2 separate regions of the Mus musculus genome follow, and region 1 is linked to region 2. Evidence: chromatin contacts called from public HiChIP or PLAC-seq data. All regions are on one chromosome and are shown on one strand. Each heading gives the region's core, a stretch centred on a gene start, on an enhancer-like site or on the middle of the called end of the contact. The rest is flanking DNA. Distances are from core to core; before and after follow the strand shown.

Region 1 (3,469 bases), core at 841-3,340, 110 kb before region 2:
TCAGTTAGTGCTCCCTCAATTGGTGCTCCCTCAGTCTCAGGTAGTGCTTCCCCAGTCTCAGTTAGTGCTCCCTCAATTGGTGCTCCCTCAGTCTCAGTTGGTGCTCCCCCAGTCTCAGCTGATGCTCCCTCCGTCTCATTTGGTGCTTCCCCAGTCTGAATTGGTGCTTCCCCTAGTCTCAGTTGCTGCTCCCTCAATCTCAGCTGATGCTCCCTCAGTCTCAGTTGCTGCTCCATCAGTCTGAGTGCTCCCAAAGTGTGTGGTAAATGAAAGCCCATATTTAATGCTTATCCAGAGCCAGGTTTTGTGTGACTAGGTATGACTATAAAAAAATAAGGCATCAATAATACCCCTGCTCTGAAAAGCCACTGACAACAATATAGAGGTAAGTACAGGGTACTTTGGGTGGATAAAAGGTCTCTTAGATCATACTGGGACTGGAGTGTCAACAAAACCCCCTGTAGAAGAATTATGCCCAAGCCAGTTGAAAAGATGACATCTGAGAAGGGGAGTTTGTGTTCCAGTGGAAGGATCAGAATGAGCCAAAGCAAAGAGATGAGAGTCTGGTGAATGAAACTAGACCCAGCTGTGTGTGGTGAAGTACAAGCCATGGTACAGGAGAGGAGGCTGAAGCCAGAGGTCACTGTGCGCTCTGTCGGAATGTGAATCACCCCCAACCGCTTCTCTGTTTGGACTCGAGATCACCAAATATGGAATACTTCCTTATCACCGTTGTCATCACGGTGCCTTCGGAATGACTCAGTCATAAAATTTGCAATTGTAAGTAGGAGAGAACTGTCATCATCAGCCTAAATCCTGAGTGTCAAAGCTCCACAGTCAAATGGTCACCTCTGTGGACATCTGTGGTTGGATGTGGACGGGTAGACTCTAAAGTGTAGAGAAACCTGGGGATGTAGCTTGGTTGGCGATGTGCTGGTCTAACGTGCACAAACCCTGGCTCAATCCCTGTGTGATCCCAGCCCTCAGGGAGGCAGAAGGATCGGAAGTTCAAGTCCACCCTCACCTACATAGGGAATTTGAGGCTACCGGGAGCTATCTAAGAACCTTCCCTATCCTACACACTCAAGCACACATAGTGTGTGAGGCAGGTGTAATGATATTAACACACAACTGTCATCCCGGCACTTGAGAATAGGAAGATTGAGTTCAGGCCAGCTTTGGTTATAGAGTGAAACCCAGTCTCAAAAAAAAAAAAAAAGATCAATTAATTACTTTAATTTAAAAGATATAAAGAGCTAAGGCAACAAAGAAACATATCTGGGATAGAAATACACTAAATATTTTAGATGTGAGGCTTTTTTAGTTATTCAAAGATGGAAAAAAGCAATTGGGTTGAGCAGGTGGTATGTGACCAAGGACAACTGAAGAGTAGCCAAGCTTAGGGTACTGTGTATCCCCTCTATTCTTAGGTGCACCGTCCCTGGAGGAGGTGGGTTCTTCTGGGAAATGCGTTTACTATGAGGGTGCTTGCAAGGAGCTCAGAGTCCAAGACAAAATGGTCTTAAAATGTGGCTGTCACTTGTGAATAAGGAGATCTATCCTGGCTCACTAAGAGGCAGATGACTCTCAGAGGTTGATCCTCAGCCCTTAAGGTTAGCCTGTTTTCTGATCCCCACTCCTATCCCTGACACAGCACAAAGCCTTGTGTCACTGACTGTGTCCATTCAGCTCCTAGTAAGATCCACCACTTACCAAAGGTGAGGGTCCCTTGCAGATGAGGAAGGCCGGCTGTACAGGGCCTGGGTGAGACTTCCAATCAGGAGCAGCCTTTGAAGAACTGGCTTCTTGGGTCCCACAACCGATTCCTGACAGGCTGTGGGAACTAGTGGTTTTCCTTGTGCATGAGTCCTTCCCATGAGGTTGTGACACACCATGCACAAGTCCTGCTTTGCGCAGTTGCAGTGAGACCCAGCCATGATGCACAGCGGGGGCCCCGAAGCCTTTTCCTATCCCAGGAAAGCCCAGGGAAGGCCTGTCTTATATTAGCCAGGGAGGTAAAGTCAGATCTCTCACTTGCTGGGTGTGTCTGGATGGCCCTGAGACTACAGAGGTCAAACAGGAGTCTCCAAGGACCTGCTGATCTCCAGGAAGCCTTGGGTGGAGACACCAGAGCCCGGGGTAGAGATCACCATGGGCGCACTATAGGGAGAAAGCTGCAGGAGTAAAGCTATTCTGAGCTCTGCTCCTGAACAGGCAGGCACCTTCCATGTGGCTCTGTAAGACCCCACTAAATAGACACAGACTCTGCACCCGGGGGTTCTGAGTCACCCCAAAAGCCATGGGCCTGCAAGCCTCAGCTCTCTCTCTCCTCCTTTCTCTGGAGCTGCTAGACTGTGGAGATGGGAAGGATGGATCTCTGTAGCTTCACTCTCATGAAATGGCGCATCAGTAAGTGCTACTTAAGAAAACACATGGTCTGCCCCTCAAAAAGGCCCCCCTCTGCTGCCGCCGCCACCAACACCTTTCTTTATTCCGCCCAAACCTCACCAAGGGGAATTCGAAACAACTGTGGTGATAAATCCGCCTGCAGATAATTGGCAAGAAAACAACACTTGTGCAGTATATAACGTTTTATGGTTGTTTCATGTACTTTATTATAATACTAATGAGCAGTTATATATCAGGAGCTAACTGCACGCCGGATTAGCTTGTTAGCATGATATGAAATGGCAGAGCAAACAGTCCAGGCCCCTCGCTCCCTGCATGCCTCCCCCACCCTTCCTCCCTACCCCTCGGTCCCATTTGCACTCAGTAATTAGTATGCAAATGAGGCCCCGGGACCACACAAGTTCTAGTATATTACAAGGGCTTTATTATGCTCTTGTGAGTACATGATAGAAACGGCCCATGACAGTGTTTATCTCACTAGCTCTGTCCTGCCTTCCCCTTTATCTCTCTCTCCCATCTATCCCTTGGTATACAGAGAGAGAGAGAGAGAGAGAGAGAGAGAGAGAGAGAGAGAGAGAGAAAGAGACTCCCTTGCATGGTTGCTTGGTCTACAACCAATCCCTTCCTACATCAGACCTTCAAATTTGATAGTGGTCAAACAGGTCTTCAAGCCTTGATCTGAACATACCCAATGACCATGCTGGGAGCCCAGTTCCACTTCCAGTCACCAAACTAAAAGAAAAATTTCCCTTTTCTGCGTTTTTCTTTTTGATCTTATGTGTACACACCATGCACAAGTCCTGCAAGTAGCAGTGAGACCCAGCCATGATGCACAGCGGGTCTTTATCTTATGTGTACTTGTACACATACGTGTATGCATGTGTATGCGTGTGCGTGTGCATGAGTGCGCACACAATCGCTCCTATGTAGAGATTAAAAGACAGGTGTGGGTCCCACCTTCCGCCTGTTTGAAAAAGGGACTCTTGTTTGCTGCTGTGTATACCAGGTCGGCTGTCCAGTGAGCTTCCAGGTGTTGCCCATCTCTACCTCCCATCTCCTC
Region 2 (3,390 bases), core at 505-3,004:
TATTAAATTTGAGGTTAGCCTGGGGTATGCAATGAGACAAAACAATAAACATGTTCTCATGATCTTGCCTATATATACTTTCTTCTGACAGTTGTGTCCAGTAGTCACAGACCACCTGTAAGTTCTGCAGCTTTGTGAACACGTTGTCCCCATGCTTGCTGAATACCCCCTTGCTCCAGAATACCACCTCAGTCCAGTCATAATGGAGTGCGACTTTGAAACCTCCCTCATTCTGTCAGAGCCCACCCCTTACCCCAGTTGCTCAGAACAGGTTCCTGCTGCTGGCTGGAGGAGTGGCTTCACTCTGTGCTTGCTTGCCACTAGCCTGCTAGGGCTCGTGGGCTGCTTGTCATTTGTTCTAGCTTTCCTTGGCCTGGAGCCACATCTCCTTGTAAGCAGTATGGACTTGGTCTGCCACAGCCTGGGCAGGCTACCTCAGTTCTTCACATGTAAGGCGAGCATCTTCTCACAGGGTTTTGGGAAGTCTAAATAATTGGTAAGAAGCCCGGCAGTTAATAAGTACTTAGTAGATTTTAGCTGTTTGTTTAGCATTGTCATTTCCTAGGGCACATTCCCAGTACCATTGCTTGTTCTCCTGCGGTTTGGAGGGTTGGGAGGGTCCTTGGAAAGGTGCTAAGTACTCCTTGTTCACCGGTGCTAAGTACTCCTTGTTCATGCTGTGCCTGCATCTCTTCTTTCCCTAAAAGAAGACCGGCATGTTTTCTCATGCTCATGTGTCCCACTTAGGACTTATGTCACTAGTAAATAGTCACTGATAATGTGTTTAGGCAAGTGAGCCTCTGCCTTGAGGGAACTCTTGCTGAGTTTATGTTAGTAAAGTGATCCCTAGAAACCATAAGGATGAGGAGCAGGGGGTGCAGCTCAGTTGGACAAATGCCTTCCAATATTAAAAGCCCTAGATAGACTCCCAGCACTCAGAAGGAAGGGCAGGACGTACTTTTTAAAAATGCCATGATAAAATCTTAAACTTTATATGTTCATCTAAAAAAATGGGGGGCCCAGAGAGCCCAATGTGTGGAGCGCACTGGCTGCTCTGAGGACTGGGGTTCAGTTCCCAGCACCTACCTGGCAGCTCAGAACCATGTGTAACTCCAGTTGCAAGGGATCCTGATGCCCTCTTCTGGACTCCACAGGCACAACACCTATGTGCTTAAAATTAAATTTTGTTTTCTTTGTTGTTCAAGATAGAGTTTCTTTGTATAGTCCTGGCTGTCCTGGAACTACCCCTGTAGACTAGACGAGGGGTTGAGGTCAGCCTGGGCTGTTTGGAGTTGTTTTTTGTTTGTTTTATTTGGGGACAGGGTGTCACCGTGTAGCTTTGGTTGTTGTCCTGGGACTCCCTTGTAGACCATTTAAAACCCACAGAGATCAAAGACATGTACCACCATATCTAGGAGACCAGGGTTTTGATTTTGTGTTTGTTTTGTTGGTTTTTGTGGGTTTTTTGTTTTGTTTGTTTTCGAGACACAGTTTCTCAGTGTAACAGAGCCCTGGTTGTCCTGGAGCTGTCTCTGTTAACCAAGCTGGCCTCAAACTCGTAGAGATCTGCCTGCCTCTGTCTCCCAAGTGCTGGGATTAAAGACATGCGCTGCCACCACCTGGCCAGTTAGACCAATCTTTAAAAAGAAAAAACAAAAAAACCAAAGAAATCCATAAAGGCCCCAGCGTAGTGGTGTGTTAAGAGCCGACTGAAAACAGGCTGATTGAAGACCAGTAGGTTGCTGGCTGTTGCCAAGCACCTGCCTTAGATACTGATCAGGTGATGTGCAAGGGCGGATCCTAGCTCTCCCCTGGGAGTGGTTGGCAAGTGGAGATGTTGAGAAGAGATTCTCCGTGGGATTCTGGGTCTAAGGTTCTACCTCCACCCTCCTACCCTGTGTGTTGTCTTTACAGAATCACCGAAGAGTCAGCTGTAACTACATTTGAGGCTCTGAAGGCTCGGGTCCGGGAGCTTGAACGGCAGCTATCTCGGGGGGACCGATACAAATGCCTCATCTGCATGGTAAGTAGGAAGGAGTCAAGGCGTGCTCTCGGTCAGCTCAGTGCCCTGTGGGCTTAGAAAGCGGCCTTCAGAGGGTGAGCATACTTCAGCGACCCTTTCTCTGCCCACCTCCTCCCTAGGACTCTTACTCGATGCCTCTGACGTCGATCCAGTGTTGGCATGTGCACTGTGAAGAGTGTTGGCTGCGGACTCTGGTGAGGTGGCGAGGTGGCGTTAGACTGAGTGGGTGGGCAGCTGTTAGTGGCACTGTCCAGATGTTCACATTCTGATTGCACCTGCTTGGGGGAGGCAAGGAACAGCCTGAAGTCAGGAATTCACCCCCAAGTTGAATGTGTTGTCTGCACCCTCATTGAAGGTTTATTCAGTTCTACCCTCCACGCACTCACTGCAGGTGCCCTCCTTCCCACCCCTGTCAGAAAGATGCTGGTAGTGAGTGGATAAGCCAGACGAGGAGGGCCTCTGCCCCTCCCCCTCCCATTACTAAGCTCCTTCTGCTCCTGCCCTGTTCTTAACTCGGGAGCAGCCATTAAAATGTCGCCCGGAGACAGCAATAAAAGGCCCGGACGTGGGCTCTGTGTCCTGATCAAAGGCCGCATGTAATCTCGTTAGGGCCAGGCAGCCACAGCTGGACCCAGCCTTGTTCTCATTACCCGGGCTCCTGCTGTGGGGCCGGCCAGGCGGTTTGATCCTGGCGTCTCCCCAACACAGGAGCATGTCTGCCTGCTCAGAAGCAACCCATGCATCCCTAGCCTGGCTGACAAGAATGAGGGCCCAGCACAAACTGATGCGGGAAAAAATGGCTGCAGGCCTGGTGCCCATGTGTACAAACATGGCATGCCGTTCTGAGCCCTCCCCTTTCTTCTCTCTTCAGGGTGCCAAGAAGCTCTGCCCTCAGTGCAACACCATCACAGCCCCCGGAGACCTGCGGAGGATCTACTTATGAGCTAGCTGTCTAGGCAGGCCTTGCCTCGAGCAACGCCCCTGCCCAGCCTCTGTGACAGTGACTCCCTCTCCCCTTGTACATACTCTCACACAGGTTCCCCTTGTACATACATGCACATACACACCCAAACACACATAGAGGACTCTGGAGCCGCAGTGGGACAGCCCTGCCTGCTTGTTCTTCTGAACTTGGGGACCATGCCTCTTTGGGCTCTGCTTCCAGGATGGTTTGGGAAGCATAGCAGGGCACGGCTCGGCTCCTGAGATCCATCCCCTAGACTGACTGACCGACAGACACACAAACACCAGACTGAAGCACATGTAATATAGACTGTGTATGTTTACAATGTTGTGTATAAATGGGACACTTTGCCCTCTACCACCTCCCCTTTGGTTGTATGATTTTCTTCTTTTTTAATGACTCC

What was found. HiChIP or PLAC-seq counts read pairs in DNA pulled down with a chosen protein or histone mark.
Region 1: a contact with region 2 is called in an H3K27ac HiChIP or PLAC-seq map of embryonic stem cells, with 10 read pairs. The contact joins two enhancer-like sites. A contact is called at or near these places in 1 of 484 Hi-C or Micro-C datasets (embryonic stem cells), 4 of 115 datasets of contacts at active chromatin or transcription factors (bone marrow-derived dendritic cells and embryonic stem cells) and 3 of 9 other capture datasets (adipose tissue, liver and pancreatic islet).

Annotation. Positions count from the first base shown.
Region 1 is chr4:117,379,297-117,382,765 of GRCm38.p6, reverse strand. All of the region lies in intron 2 of Rnf220 (ring finger protein 220), which reads left to right. Among named protein-coding and RNA genes, the nearest start is that of Gm40231, 62 kb to the right of the region's middle. Within about 2 kb of position 2,090, at least 20 of the 459 cell types and tissues checked have an H3K27ac peak or open chromatin away from gene starts, as enhancers often do. A contact at or near this core is called in embryonic stem cells, where this site is marked.
Region 2 is chr4:117,271,880-117,275,269 of GRCm38.p6, reverse strand. Rnf220 (ring finger protein 220) reads left to right here. Exons shown (of 15, transcript NM_025739.3): 13 at 1,915-2,023; 14 at 2,143-2,217; 15 at 2,895-3,390. The coding sequence ends at 2,966. Among named protein-coding and RNA genes, the nearest start is that of Gm12843, 16 kb to the left of the region's middle. Within about 2 kb of position 1,754, at least 35 of the 459 cell types and tissues checked have an H3K27ac peak or open chromatin away from gene starts, as enhancers often do. A contact at or near this core is called in embryonic stem cells, where this site is marked.